2 separate regions of the Mus musculus genome follow, and region 1 is linked to region 2. Evidence: chromatin contacts called from public promoter capture Hi-C data. All regions are on one chromosome and are shown on one strand. Each heading gives the region's core, a stretch centred on a gene start, on an enhancer-like site or on the middle of the called end of the contact. The rest is flanking DNA. Distances are from core to core; before and after follow the strand shown. Region 1 holds the start of Iah1 (isoamyl acetate-hydrolyzing esterase 1 homolog). Region 2 overlaps Asap2 (ArfGAP with SH3 domain, ankyrin repeat and PH domain 2).

Region 1 (7,279 bases), core at 4,591-7,090, 52 kb after region 2:
TCAAAGGGAACTACTGAATAGAATAGGAGCCCCAAGCAGAGAGTACCTGTGCTGTGGTTGGCGGCTTGACCTGTGGCTGCACAGTGAACTACAGTGTACATCTCCAGATGTGCCACCAGGCAAGGGCTCACCCTGATGTATTCTGGGAGATGCCTCCCTCGATGGACCCCTCACATGATGTTCAATGTAGATTTGTTCCTGTCTCGGGGACATACAGTGGGCAAGAAAATGGAGCTGGTCACTTCCTAAGCCTTGCTATGTTGGCTACTCTGCCACGTGAATGAACAGGACACATCCAGATCCTCTGTTACATGAATAAACAGGCCTGCTATGTCGGAATCGTCACTTCAGCCTCTGCTGAGCATTTGGGTTGTGAGGAACAGCAATGTAAGTCTTTGCTGGTTTGGCCCATCCTTACCTTCAGCCCTGTAACCAGCGCTGCTCTCGCTCTTTGTGCTCTGTGTGGCTAATGTGTCTCAATGCTGAGAGCGCTCACTTGATGTGATTCCATCCCCAGCACTAAGAAAGCTTCGGCCAAACGTGGTACTGTACACCTGTCTTCCTAGCACTTGACAGGAAGGAGAAGGAGGAGGAGTTTAAGGCCAGCCTCAGCTACATAGTTTGGGGCCAGCCTGGACTCGACAAGAGACCCTGTCTTATAGAATCAGAAACCAAACCAGTAAAAAGCTGGGTATGGTAGCACTTTCCTGTTATCTCAGCACTTGAGAGGCAGAGGAAAGATGGTCTCTGCAAGTGTGAGGCCAACCTGGATCTTTATAGGTAGACATCGCCCCGGGAAAAGGAGTTTGTTTGTGTGGACGCTGACTTCACAGGTCCTGAGTAGGGAGGGCTAGATGGTAACTCTGTCCACCATCTGGGGCAGCAGAGACCATGAATGGTGCTTTCTCGTGTAGCTGGTATTAGCCAGGGAGGTATATATGGGTGTGCCAGGTTGACCTAACTCTAGATTAAAGGTCTTTTGACCACCAAGTTGTGTATTTTTTGGAGTTAAAAAAATAACTAATTAGCTGGGCGTGATGGCGCACGCCTTTAATCCCAGCACTTGGAAGACAGAGACAGGCGAATCTCTTGAGTTCGAGGCCAGCCTGGTCTACAGAGTGAGTTCCAGGACAGCCAGGGCTGCACAGAGAAACCCTGCCTCAAAAAAACAAAAACAAAAAACCCTAATTGTTACTAGAGAGACAGCTTTAAGTATATATATTTACTTCTGTGTATGTGTACAAGCGCAGCTGTAGAGAGCACAGTGGTTAGATCCGCTGGAGCTGGAGTTGGAGGTAGTTGTGAGCAGCCCCATGTGGGTGCTGAGAGCCGAACTCTGCAAGAGCAAAAAGTCATCTTAGCCACCGAGCTATCTATCTCTCCAGCCCCTGAAGCATTGATTTTTATTAAAACATTCATCAGCAGATGATATATCAGAGGATGTTAAATGAACATAACATTTAGATTCGAAAGAGATCTTTGGGCTCAAGTATGTGCTCTGAAATTGTTGAACCTGTAACTTTGCTCACCTCTCCTCAGAATGGAAGTTGAGAAATATAAGAAGCAAAAGTGGACTGTAAGGTCAGAGGACATGAAATAACACAGTGCACATGAATGTGTCGTAGTGGGCAAGGTAGCTTATCACATGCTTTTCCTGGGAAGTTGCTTCCCGCCTCTGGAACTGCTCTGGTAACCTGTGTAGTGACTGTCAATGGGAATGTGGAGGCTGACCTGTCTGTCTTCCAGGTGCAGTACAGAAGGTCTCTAAGAAGCTAGAGATGCACGTTTACAGCAAGAGGCTGGAGGTCATGCTCCAGTAAGTAAGGAGCCGGGGGTGGGGGGAGCGGCTGTGTGAGCGGAGGGTTGGACTCACAGTGTGTCCCTGTGCTGCCCCCCCCCCATACCAAGTCATGTCCAAGTTCACACTGTATTAGTGCCAAGTGCCAGTGCCCTGCCTAACCAGCCTCAGGGATGCTTAGGAAGCTAGCAGAGTTATCCACTGGGTGCTGATGTCTCAGCTCAGTGTCACTGTGCCTTTAAGAACTATTTTAAATGTTTGCTTGGGTGTGAATTACTTGGTAAAGCAGGTGTTCTAGACTCCTATGTTTGTGGTGCCAAGTGCCTTTCTGTAGAAGTTCTTTAAGCCTCATTTAGGAAGCTTTTCCAAGCAGTCTTAGGAAAGCTCTTAATAGCAGATGGCTAACTTAGTTTTTGCACCTAACAGTGCTGATCTCTCATTTGCTTGTTTTATGAATGAATAACTTAATTTTTCATTATGGACAATTGCATGCAAAAGACAGAGGGAAGAAAGATACATTTTGCCATATGGTTTCAGAGGGCTCTGCCATAGCCAGGTAGCCTTGGCTTTGGCCTGACATGAAGAATAGCGTCATGGTGGTGGGACTGTGTCGTAGAGGAGGAAACTCACGTATGTATTCTGTGCTTCAGAGTCACAAGCTATTCCCTTCAAGTCCTAGGCTGGACCCATCAGCCATGCTCTCAGTGACCAGCTTCTTCACCTAGGCTAGCATCCTGCTTGCCAGTGCAGTAGCAGCAATGCCAGCGTGTTGTAAGTCTGTCAGATTAGGGATCAGTGCGTTAAGTCAGAGCCCATCAGCTGGTCACCAAGCCCATAACATTGAGCCTCTGGGGGATGGTGCAGGTTCAAACCCTGACAAGGCTGCTTCTGCCTTCAGATCGAAATTAACCTAATTAGACATCTTAGTGTTCAGAAGGGTTTTTTTGTTACTTACATTTTTCTAAAATTTCATACTGAAATTTAAATAAATTTTAATAATGGCTTTTTGTTGGTTTTCTGTTTTGTTTCATGTTTTAAGAGATTATTTCACTGTATTGCCCTAGTTAGTCCCAAACTGGAGGGTCACAGTGCAAGCATATTGTAGCTGCATAGAAACTGGTGGCCATTCTAGGCAATGTAGTAAGACCCTATCTCAGAATAGGCTGTGGGGTGTGCCATGTCTCTGCCTAATGTGTGTGAGGCCCCAAGCTTAATCCTCAGTATTAAATTAAAAACAAAAGCAAAACCAGTACAGCACTCTCGTGGGTCGAGCTGTTTTAGTAGTTGTTGTAAGTTGATGTCTCCTGGGCAGCTAAAAGCATCCTAACTTGGACGAGTTAGAGAAGGACTTGGACCTCCTCCCCAAACAGGTGAATTTGGACTTTCCCAGTAATGCCGAATTTCTGTTCACTTAAAGGGACATATTTGGAGAAGACTGTGTCAGTGTGAAAGATGACTCCGTCCTCAGTGTCACAGTGGACGGGAAAACAGCAAATATTAATCTGGAGACTCGGGTACGTAGCTATCCAAGTGTGTCAAGACTTTTGAGGAGTAGGGTGACAATAGGAATAAGACTGCAGCCCTGGCAGTTAGATGGAGCAGTTTGGTGGCTCAGATGGTGAGTGCCTTAGTGGAACGAAGCCTTGGGTCTTACAAGATAGGTTCTTATCCTGTAGTCCAGGCTGGCCTTAGCCTCACCATTGCTGGAGTATCCGGCAGGCATCACTACACCAGCTTTAAAACAGTAACACTATAGTCCAGGCTGGGCTGGAACTGTGCTCTGTAGCTGGGCTGTACCACATGAGCTGCTCTAAGCTCGGTGGGTAATGTAATGCATGTCTGTAAGCCACTGCTCAGGGAGCTGAGGCAGACGATCCCCAGCTCCAGCCTAGCCTGGGCTACAACAAGAGTGGAGTACCGTGTGTACAGTGAGACTAACAGTTTAAATCAGCAGCCGCAAGGCAGTGGCTGTTGGATGGTTAAAGTCAAATTCACACCCAGCGGTGAACAATTCACCAAGTTCATTGCTGGCTCAGTAATTCGTATTACACGGGCTCAGTTGCATGGCCATCAAGAAATGAACAGAGATGGGGGCTTTCTTTGGTCCAAAGCTCTAGGCATCCCCCACCCCCACCCCACCCCACCCTTGGCTCTCCAGTCACTGTGTTGACAGAGATACTGCAGGTGACAGGAGGGTGAGTCTGTGGCTCATATCCTGGCAATCTGCCTCCAGGGCTTAGAGTGCTCATTTTCATGCAGGGGATAATTCTAGGCTGAAGTTGGCGCTTTTATTTTCAGGCTGTAGAATGTGAAGAAGGAAGTGAAGATGATGAATCCCTCCGAGAAATGGTGGAACTGGCCGCCCAGAGACTGTACGAGGCTCTGACGCCGGTGCACTGACAGCCTTGCCTCCCAGACTCCCAGACTTTTTTACACTCAGCCAAGAGTTAACTTCTGTTCTTCAAATAAAATAACCTTAGTTTCTCCGGGGGTGCCTGTTTACTTTTGCATCAGATGGCTTGACTACTGCAGGACCACCAACTGATGTGTCCTTTATTCTCCAACTAATCCTCAAGGGAGCCACTTCTGCCTGAGCACCACACTGAGTCTGCCTCCAGGCACTTTCCGCAGTGTATGCTGAAATCTTCAGCTCTCCGTCTGTCTTCCTCTGGTCTGTACTGGCAAATCTGAGTTTTGAGTTGAATGCAAATGTTGTGCCACAGCTTTGAAACCCCTGTTCTCCACACCCTTACCCAATTCCTTGGCTTATGATTCTAAAACCACCACTTTTAGGACTCATCTGTTATGGGATCTACATGTTCAATTCAGAGATGGGGTTTTATGCCTCAGATGTAGTGTGAGTTAGTTCATTAGTCTGGTTTTCTAAAGGACATAAAATTCAGACCAAGGAGAAAGTGGGTGGAGCTCAGTGATGTTTCTCTGATGTTAAAATTAGTCAGTTCAAGCCAGATTCAAGTACATAAAAAACGCAGGTTTGTTGGGCCATCAAGTTCACTGGTCCCAGGGCTGTCAAGATGGCTCAGCGGGTAAGACCACTGACTGCTCTTCTGAAGGTCTGAGTTCAAATCCCAGCAACCACATGGTGGCTCACAACCACCCGTTATGAGATCTGCTGTCTGAAGATGGCTACAGTGTACTTACATATAGTAATAAATAAGTCTTGGGGCTGGACCAGAGCAAGCAGAGGTCCTAAATTCAATTCCCAACAATCACAACCATCTGAACAGCGTACTCATATACATAAACAAATCTTAAAAAAAAAAGTTCATTGACTACTACAGAAGAGTCCAGCCCCTGTGCTGGACAGTCCAGGGTTGGGGGCAGGGTACCAGGTAGGGGCTGAGCAGCGATGCTGAAAGAACCTGGAGGCCAGGTTTGCTATCTATGTAAAATAGCAACACTTCAGTTCCTTGCTGGGATTGTCACCCTTCTCAAGGGAGTGCTTCTCCTTCAGAGCACACTATCAAGGCAAAGAACTTCGCCCATGTAGCCTGTCTTGTCTACCTACCCTCTTGGGTGTGTAAACGCTCCGGTGCTTTGCTAACAGTGTAAATCTGACTTCCTTAAAATGAAATTTCTATAAAACAGCCAAATTCCCATGTTTTTGGCCTATACCAAAAGCCTAGGGCCCCCATAACATACAAAAATTTATTACATAAAACTAGAAATTTCCTTTTAATAGCTGGGGCATGTGATACCGTGAAGTCAGGCGGTCTACAGTGAGGGTCCCTAGACACCTCTATCTTTTACTGTGCCCATCAAGTCCAGTACTGGAAGAGGAAATCCTCCACTTGGGCATGGCCAAAAATGGACGAGTGCTCCTGCTAAAAACGAGATTTCCAAGCACCACAGCTATCCCCAGTCTCGGAGAGGCGGGGTTGGGGTGAACCGGTGGCAGGACTCACCCGGCCGGGGACACTCGCTTCAGGAGACCTGAGTGCAAAGAGGTTTGATCTGGGGCTCACCCCGCCCACGGCTAGCCCCGCCCGCAGCTAGCTCCGCCCACGGCGCGAGGCTCCTCCACATCCGGCGCAGCCCTGCGGGGTTTTGGGCTTTCTACCATGTCGCTGTGCGAGCGAGCTGCTAGCGGGAGCGCTCTGCTCTGGCCTCGCGTGTTGCTCTTCGGGGACTCCATCACGCAGGTACCCGCCGCACCCTCGGCTGCATCCGCGTGCGTGTCGGAGCAGTCCAGGCGCGGTTCTCCCCCACCCCACCGTGCTCCGCGAGCCGGTACGGATCCCGAGCTGCCCGACTCCCCCGGACTCTGGATGGCCCGGTGCGCGTCGGGGTGCACGGGAGCTTAAAGGGTCCGCCTTCGCTTGGTTGCAACCTCCTGCGGGTTCTTCACCGAAGCTACTTTGAACTTTGAACCGACTAGTTCACTCCTCTCTTCCTCAAGCGGCTTAGGTCCAGTACCAAGTGGTTTTTGAAAACAATGCTTTCAACAGCATGAAAAAGTAACCCTATCTGAAAACATATAGTTCCCGATTGAGGAAATTCTTCAAGATGCCTTCCTTCAGGGAGATTAAAAAACAAAACAAAACAAAAAAAGACGCTTCTCCACAATTTACTCGTACGCGGGCTTGGCTTTCCCTAGTAATTGGCAACATTGTTTTTAGATATTGGGCATTAAGTTTTTGTGAGTGGGCGAGATGGCGCAATACTGCTGGAGGATTGCCATGACTGTCAGGGAAATCAATAGAGCATAGGCTTCCTTAGTTTTCAGCTGTGGAGAAATGGGATAACATTATGTCAGCTGACTCAACATAGTTGAGCTTTCTGCTGTTCAGATAACGAATGTCTCTAATGTTAGGTCACAGTAAAACCCTCTCATGTCCAGAGAGTTTCCAAGTGAAGCCACAGTAATTCTCAAAATACCTTCCCAAGCAAGGAAGGCAAGAAAGAAGCCTGGGAGTGTCTAAACGGAGTCTGCATCTAACAGGCCTGGCCCACCACCATGCCATAGTGTATAGCTGTGTGGGTAGTAACAGACTTCTTTCTTCAGTTTTCTTTCCAGCAGGGTGGATGGGGCTCGTTGCTGGCTGACAGACTAGTCAGGTAAGAACAGTTCCTAGATTGTACTTGGCTACTTTCTGGTGGGAAGCATAGTCAGAGTGAATGGTGGAGGCTTTTATCTGCTAGCTTTCCCCTCCTGGATACATGTTAAAGGAAAGGAATTCAGGTTCAACAAAATCGAGTTTCTACCACATGGGAACCAGCAGCACTTGTATTGGCTGCTCTGCCTTCCTGGAACCTTTCAAACCAGCCTGTTAGTGGGTTCCTAACGTTCTGTACCCGTTTGGTTAACGTCTATCGGAAAGTCCATTTTAGATGTACCTTGAGTCACCACTAAAATGTATAGAATTAGACCCTTGTATGGAATTCATATCTCATTGAGGGACATGAGGAGTCTGGGCAGGGTGAGCGTTCCCATAAGGTTCACAGAACACGGGTTAATTA
Region 2 (7,595 bases), core at 3,485-5,984:
TTTGTTTAAGAGTTGTCTTAGGGTTTTACTTCTGTGAACAGACATCATGACCAAGGCAAGTCTTATAAAGGACAACATTTAATTGGGGCTGGCTTACAGGTTCAGAGGTTCAGTCCATTGTCATCAAGATGGAAAAATGGTAGTATCTAGGCAGGCATGGTGCAGGAGAAGCTGAGAGTTCTACATCTTCATCTGAAGGCTGCTAGTGGAAGACTGACTTCAAGGCAGCTAGGATGAGGGTCTTAAAGCCCACAACTACAGTGACACACCTACTCCAACAAGGCTATACCTCCTAAAAGTGCCACTCCCTGGCCTGAGCTTATACAAACCATCACAAGAATCTTTGCTTTTGTGGCTACACTTCTGAGTCGAGGTCTGGGTGGGAGGTGATGTAGTCAGAGCTACAGAATGTATGTATATGTACACAAATGTGCCTTTATCTCTTTATGTATTCTATAGATTTCTCTGTTGGACCCCGGAGTTCATGTCAGTGGCTCCAGTTTCACTCACACAGGGACAGATAGCGCCAGCACCTGAGGTTTTGAGACCCGTTTAGCTGTGCACATGCTTTACAAAGTCCTCTTACCAGGACGGCCGGTGGCACAATGGAGCGGCTTGCCTTTGCCATAGCCGAGTCCCCCAGGGTGGAAGTGGTGTAGTAGAGGCTGGCGTCACGGAGGTCTCCACACTCTGTAGATTTGGTAGCCCTCATCTGGGCTGCTGACCGCAGCATCCACACACATATATATGATCTCTTCAGGTGGTGTGACTTCCTCAAGACATGAGGCCTGGACCTAAGACAAGTCCCTCAAAGCAAGCCAGGCCCTGGGAACTAGCCAGTGTTACTGCATGAGCAATGCTGGACACTAGGCCCGAGCGCAGATAGAGAAGGTTCCAGTGGGACACAGGACAGCCAGAGTAATCATTTGAATGCTGTTTCCCCCAACTTGCTACACCCTTGCTCAGAGGTGAGAACCCTGCTCCTATGCTCAGTAATACAGTTGCCCCTTCCTGTGATTGCCCTCCTGGTTCTGCCTCTGCCTGTCCTAGAGGCTGAAGCCTTCTTTCCCTGCTTGGACCAAGTCTAGTTCCGGTACCCATGCTTAGCCATGCAGCCTCTAGCCCCCATCCAGGCCAGGTGTCCCTGCTATGTCACTGACCCCTTGTCTCATCCAGGTTGGATCTTTAGTCTGGTCACTAGACCACTCAGTCCTGCCCCCAGCCTGACCTTTGCCCTGCTGGGCTCTGACAAACCTCTCTGTTCAAATGCATGAAGCCCCACGCCCTGCTACTTTCAATATAATTCCTGTGTCTCATCTGTCAGACAGAGTTGGTCTTTCCCTTAAATGTGCCATCTGGTTTTTATCAAATAACACAACTGTTCTGACAGCCCTGCCTTATCCCAGAGGACAAATCCAGGTATATGTTCCCAATTGAACCCCAGCCCCAAGGCCCTGTGTCTTTCTGAGTCTTCCCTCCTTAGCCTCTGGCCCAGAGTCAGTTTTGAAGATGGTGATGGTGACAGCTAGCTTCTCATATGGCTCACCAAAGCCAGCCTGGTGGCACTGCCATCTAGAGGTAGGGTTGGAAGCACAGTCCCCAGCTGGGCTCTACACTGTATCTGGGAAGTGGGGTTTTCTTATTAACTGGCATTCTGTCACCATCTTCTTCAATTCCTCTGTCATTTCTGTGCCCGTTTTAAAAATACGCTTGCAGCCAGGCATGGTGGCGCACGTCTTTAATCCCAGCACTCAGGAGGCAGAGGCAGGCAGATCTGTGAGGCCAGCCTGGTCTACAAAGTGAGTTCCAGGATAGCCAGGGCTATACAGAGAAACCTTGTCTGGGGGGGGGGGGGGGACGCTTGCAGAGAAGTTTTCTCCACTTACCCTTTTTTAAAATGTTGATTCTCATAGTAAATCAAACTCTTTTTATACCATCGGAGTTTTGTTCTGTGGGAACTTTATCTCTCATTTCATAAGGACTGAATAATTTGGGAGAGAAGAGGGCTTTTTCTTTGCTGGCTTCTTGGGTTTGTGCCTCTGTGTAGTTGTAGTGTTCCCTGTAAGTGCCCCTGTGCCCTCTCTTCATGCCTCCGGTTAGACAGTTATCACTGACTAGCAGACTGCACTTGGCTCTTTCCTCACTGTAACAAATAGCCAAGAGAAACAGTCTGAAAAAAGAGACGTGTGTATTGGTTCACAGTTCTTGCCACAGGCCATTTGGCTCCATTACAATCGGCCTGTGGAAAGACAAGAACATCATGGCAGTGTGGGCAAAACTGTTTACCTTACAGCAGCAGGAAGCAGAGTAGAGAGTGAGCCAGAGATGTGCTAGGTCCTTGAAAGGCATGACCCTGGTGACCCTGTCTCCTGCTTGCTGTTCCCCTTTAATAATGCTACCAGATTTTGACTCCATCAATGGACGAACTCACGTCCCAAAAGTACATCACCTGGCAGCTGACATTGAAGCATGAGAATCTTTTGGGGGAACATTTTGTATCCAGATCCAACACTAGGTTTCCCTGAGACAGTGGGGCTGTTTGTCTGTGGAACTCTTGAGTCTGAGCGATTCCCCCGTCCTTGGACAACTTAGGTTCATGGTGTCTGCCTAAAAGGTGTATGAATTCTGGGAGTCACATTAAAATTCATCTTATAGTTGATCCTCCAGCTTTTGAGATGTTTCTGCCAGCTGCCCTTGGTGTCCCAGGGTGAGATGTCCTGCCCTATGCCTTCCCTGGAATGGAAGCTGTCTTCAGTGTGCTGGGGAGGGATACCTGGGAGTCCAGCTCCTGACTTAGCTTTGGGGGTCTTGTTGTGGTTTATTCTTGGTGAATCCTCTTGCTCATGGCATGGCCTGCCCTATCTCCCACTTCCAGAGGCCCTTAGCCTGACAGGGATACTACCATATACTCAGGACTGTTCAGGGCTTTTGTTACACTTGTGTACGAGTCTCCTGCTTAGTCAACTAGGTTAGTTATAATTCTTCCTGACGTTTCCAGCTTCCAAAGTTCTCTCCTTTCCAGTTCTTTGTGCATTTGGTTTGAATTTTCATTTCTAATTGTTTTGCTTGGGAAGTGTATTTTCAATACACTATTCCTCTTTCCTTCCTCCTTCTTCCTCCTCCCTTCTCCCTCACCTCTTTCTCTCTCTCTCTCTCTCCCTATATCCTACTTCCATAATGATACTGAGGATAGAACCCAGAGCCTCTCACCTTCTATGAGTGCACTCATTCCTCACTGATTGACAGCTCCAGGCCACAGTCTGGCATTTTGAAATCAGAATGTCGCTTGTACTGCTTTGTCAAGACATCCTTCAAGAGCTCAAAGTACACATCCACACCGTACTATTTGTAAATGGTGATTTGATTAAGGTCGGCTGCTGAGTTACACTGTCACAAGTACGTCCCAAGCCCCTATGCTGGACAGCCATGGACTGGGCCTCCTTGACCGTGTTTCCTTCCTCTTCCTCTTGTAATGTTCTTGGATTCTCTGGCTCCTAGATACTGCTTTTCAAGGTGCCAGGTCATCTCTTAAATTTCTGGACAAGGAGCAGAGGACTCCTGGCACTCTCTAGGCAGATGAAGACAGTGGTACTAGCCAGCAAGCCCCAGCTCCCAGCGTCCTCCTCCTGTCCACTTCCCCAGGGATCACAAAAGCCATGCCAGAGCTGTGGATGAGTTTTCTGTCCAGTGCCATGTCACTGGTTTTAATCCAACTGAAAGGGGAGGCGTGCAGTGACACAGCAGATGATGTTAGGGTGTGGCTTGTCTACCACAGATTTGGGTTAACAGACCCAGGTTGCCACTGCTGGTAGAACTCCATGTAAAGGAAGGCAGGGTGTATATTCTTTGTAAAGGAACTACCGCTGTCGCCGCCATCACTACCTGCTGCCAATTATTTTGAACATGATATAAATCTGTCATTCCATATTTGTTCTTTTAGAGCAGGAGACAGCAAGAGCGGGCCTACAGGCAAGCTGCCACCCCTGCTTATGTCCATGAGTCACAAGCTGTCAGTGGGCTTTGTACTTACACGTGGTGGGTGAAATTTTCATTTGAGAATCTTTCATGGCATGTGAAATTCCTGCATCTTAGTTTCTCTTCTCTTGCTGTGAAGAGACACTGTGACCAAGCCAACTTATAAAAGGAGTTTATTGGGGCTCACAGTCCCATAGTCAGAGTCCATGACCATCAGGGTGGAGAGCATAGCAGCAGGCAGGCAGGCATGGCCCTGAGCAGTAGCTGAGAGCTTATATCCTAATCCACTGGCACAAGACAGGGAGAACTGGGAATAGAATGGACTTTTGGAGCCTCAAAGCCCATCTTCAGTGACACACCTTCTCCCAAAGACCACACCTCCTAATCATTCCTAAACAGTTCCACCAACTGGGGACCGAGTATTCATATATACGAGCGTAAGGGGGCCATTCTCACTCAAACCACCACACTTGTAAGTGAAGTTGACATGGCACACTTTGTGCGCTGATAGATCATCCATGATACCTTCCCACCTTGGTAGCAGACAGATGAATAGTTGCCACGAAGACTAACTCAAAAATTCATCATTTGGTTTTTTACTTTTTTTGTATTAGCCTAGGTTAGTCTTGAACTTGTGACCCCTCTTCCTCCCGGGTGTTGGGTGCATTTGTTTTTCATGGCCTTTCAGGACAAGACAGGCTGACTATGACCCTCTGCTAAGTAGCTCATATGAGCATTTCATATCTGAGTTGACCACAGAATAGGAAGTTGGCCACTCCACTTAATAGTGTCTGCTAGGACATACACGCCCAGAGGCAGTGGGAATCAAACTGAAACTTGGCTCGTATGATTTTCAGTCCCTTGGGGAAAAAAAATAAGACTATAACCAAGTCTCGTTCTTCACCTCTTCGTCCTGAGGCTGCACACACCAGCACCCACTGGGACTGCAGAGGAAGTGTGTGAAGGAAGTGACTTGCTGCGGAAAGAATCCCATCCCAGGCTGCCTCCCTGCTTCCTCAGCCCCTCCCAAGGCTTGCCTGCCCAGTTGTTTGTCTTACTTTCTGCTAGGTCCCACCAGCCTGGCTAGGCAACTGAGAGGAAAGCCTCTCTCTTGGCCTTCACAGGCCCTGCTCCCTTTAGAGAAGGAACAAAGCTAGTGTCCCACCTCTCTGCATATATACCAGTGGCAGGTCTCAGTTGATAGAGCCCCCTCTGCCCACTGTAAGAAGCACTTGTTTGTCTCCATGGCATGACTATAGGCTTGTGCTCTGCCCCTTGACCACAACATTGGTTCCCAGGGCAGGCACCACGGAGCTCAGAGGTGTAGGAGGCACTGATTTGTGGTGCCAGCACAGACCCTGGCAGAGCCACCCAGGCCTGTGGTTAAGCTTCAGCCCCTCCCTTTCTCATGATGATGGCGGCTCAGGCTGGGGCCAGAGTACGCAGACGATGAATGTGTGCTTAGCTTCTGCCCTGGGCTAGGATCAGGACCTAGTACTTGGCTCCACACCTTTCCTTTTTTCAAGAGTGGGGAGTAGGCACATGTGATGGGATACAGCAAGCACAAATTTAAGCACTGATGGCAGGTCCCTTTATCATTAAGGGGATTAAGGTCAGAGCACGTGGCCTCAGTGATCAATAAATCTGTATTTCTTTCCTGGTAGGACTGACAAGCCAACCCCGCTGACCAACAAAGGACAGCCGAGAGGACCTGGTAATTATTTAACTTGGAACAGGTTGATCCTGCAGGGATGGGGTGGGGTGGAGTTGGGGTTGGGGGGTATGGATTTTAGGTAGCTAGCTGGTCAGGTATAAAGAAGTTCACTGCCTTATACAGGTCTTTTCTCTTGAAACCACCAAACTTGTGGAGAGTCCTGCTTTCAGATATAACCTTGTGATTCTTACATTGTCTTACAGTTAAAGTGGATGGATAGGGATGGGGTGTTCTATAAAGTTGCTTTGTCATGGCCCTAACGCAGTGGATCTCTCTGCACAGAAGCTTCGGGTCCTCTGTCCAACGCCATGGCCCTGCAGCCCCCAGCACCCATGCCTAGGAAGTCACAGGCGGTAAGTGCACAAGCCTGCTATCCTGCTACTAGTCAGAGGGCTCCGAGGCAGCCGGGCTCTGTTGCTCCTTGGAGGAGGGCTGGGAGCTTCTTTCTGGTGCTGTTTCATGATCTGGGGAGCTGGCCAGCTTGGCCCTCTGCTCATCATCCCCATGAGCACCAGACCCCAGGTGTTTCATTTCCTGCCTCTGCCCAGGCTCCTGCTACACCCAGCCAGCCCCACTTGCTTGACCTCTGTGGGTTTCCGAGCCTAGGCACATGGCTCATGAGGCAAGCAGAAAGCATGAGGCCTGTTCTCTGGCTAAGAACTTGGCTTCCTACAACCCTAGCCTTCACACTTCCTTTTCTGATGTAGACCAAGTCAAAGCCCAAGCGAGTGAAAGCACTCTACAACTGCGTGGCTGACAACCCAGACGAGCTGACTTTCTCTGAGGGCGACGTGATCATTGTGGATGGGGAAGAGGATCAGGAGTGGTGGGTGAGTCGGGGTGGGGTCACAGGGGCCTGTGCGCAAGTCAAGGTGGGGCCATGGGGGCCTGTGCACAAGTCAGGGTGGGGCCATGGGGTGTGTCTGTGCACAAGTCAGGGTGGGGCGACGGGGCCTGTGAACAGTGGAAGCTCTCAGCCTAAGCAATCTGGATCTGGTGCTGCTACCAGTCTGATGAGCAGTGCCTTCCTCATCTCTGGTGTCTCCTGTGTGGGCACCTTCTTCTGAGTGGGCCTGATCTGTCCCTCAGGTGAACACCTCACTATAATGATGGGTAGACCACTTAGGCTACATTTTCATAACACGCTTGACCTGAACCAAGAGCCTTGGGGCCCTAGATTTTCACTGCCAATTTATGGAGCAAGGCATCCAGAGAGCTGGGCTCCAGGGCGGAGTCCTCATGTCTTTTTGATCCCGACAAAAGCTTTATGCTGCTCAGCATCCAGGTAGTATAAGAGTGGCATGGACACTGGGCTTCTCCCAGAAGCCCTTGCAACTCAGACTCAACCCCTTACAAGCTGAGGACCTTGGCAGCAGGTGCTTGGGGTCTATAGACCTGGGTGACATCATTTCTGCGAGGAAGTTGTCCACAGCACTGTGGCAAAGACGCCATGAGAAGCAGCAGTGATGAGACAAGGCGGGGTGGGGTTCAGGAATTAACCAGTGGAATGGGGTATACACAGAAAGCACTTGGCAGGGTCTGCCACCCAGTGGCCACTCGTGGCCCTGCTGCATAGACAAGTATTTCAAAAGGTACCTCAGGACTTGGAGAGGACTTTGCTTGACAGTTGCAGGGAGTTTGACCTGATCTGTAACTGCCCCCCCTGCAAGTCCCCCACCCCCACCCCCCCACCCGCTCTGTGATCAGCCTCCCTCAGCACAGGCCCATTAAGGGCCATAGCTACCAAACTCCCAACTCCTCTACATGCTAAGTTCCTGCACATGGCCGGGCCTGGTGAGAATCCAGCACTGTCTGAGAACCTGGTCTTGCCCCTCAGCATAAACACAGATCAATACCCATCAGTTGGAAGCAGGCATGGAATCACACCATGTTACATACTACCTTA

Evidence for each region. Promoter capture Hi-C pulls out the DNA fragments that hold promoters and counts their contacts.
Region 1: a contact with region 2 is called in a promoter capture Hi-C map of pre-B cells. The contact joins the promoter of Iah1 here to the enhancer-like site in region 2. A contact is called at or near these places in 10 of 39 promoter capture datasets (the C10 cell line, cranial neural crest, embryonic stem cells and 6 more), 2 of 115 datasets of contacts at active chromatin or transcription factors (embryonic stem cells and heart atrium) and 3 of 9 other capture datasets (adipose tissue, liver and pancreatic islet).

The regions. Positions count from the first base shown.
Region 1 is chr12:21,310,552-21,317,830 of GRCm38.p6, forward strand. Iah1 (isoamyl acetate-hydrolyzing esterase 1 homolog) reads left to right here and starts at 5,841. Exons shown (of 6, transcript NM_026347.3): 1 at 5,841-5,961; 2 at 6,825-6,877. The coding sequence starts at 5,881. It overlaps Cpsf3 (cleavage and polyadenylation specificity factor 3), which reads left to right. Exons shown (of 18, transcript NM_018813.3): 16 at 1,747-1,816; 17 at 3,216-3,312; 18 at 4,097-4,505. The coding sequence ends at 4,198.
Region 2 is chr12:21,259,492-21,267,086 of GRCm38.p6, forward strand. It overlaps Asap2 (ArfGAP with SH3 domain, ankyrin repeat and PH domain 2), which reads left to right. Exons shown (of 29, transcript NM_001135192.1): 26 at 5,640-5,689; 27 at 5,972-6,042; 28 at 6,397-6,519. Among named protein-coding and RNA genes, the nearest start is that of Gm40855, 12 kb to the left of the region's middle. Within about 2 kb of position 4,735, at least 51 of the 459 cell types and tissues checked have an H3K27ac peak or open chromatin away from gene starts, as enhancers often do. A contact at or near this core is called in adipose tissue, liver and pre-B cells, where this site is marked.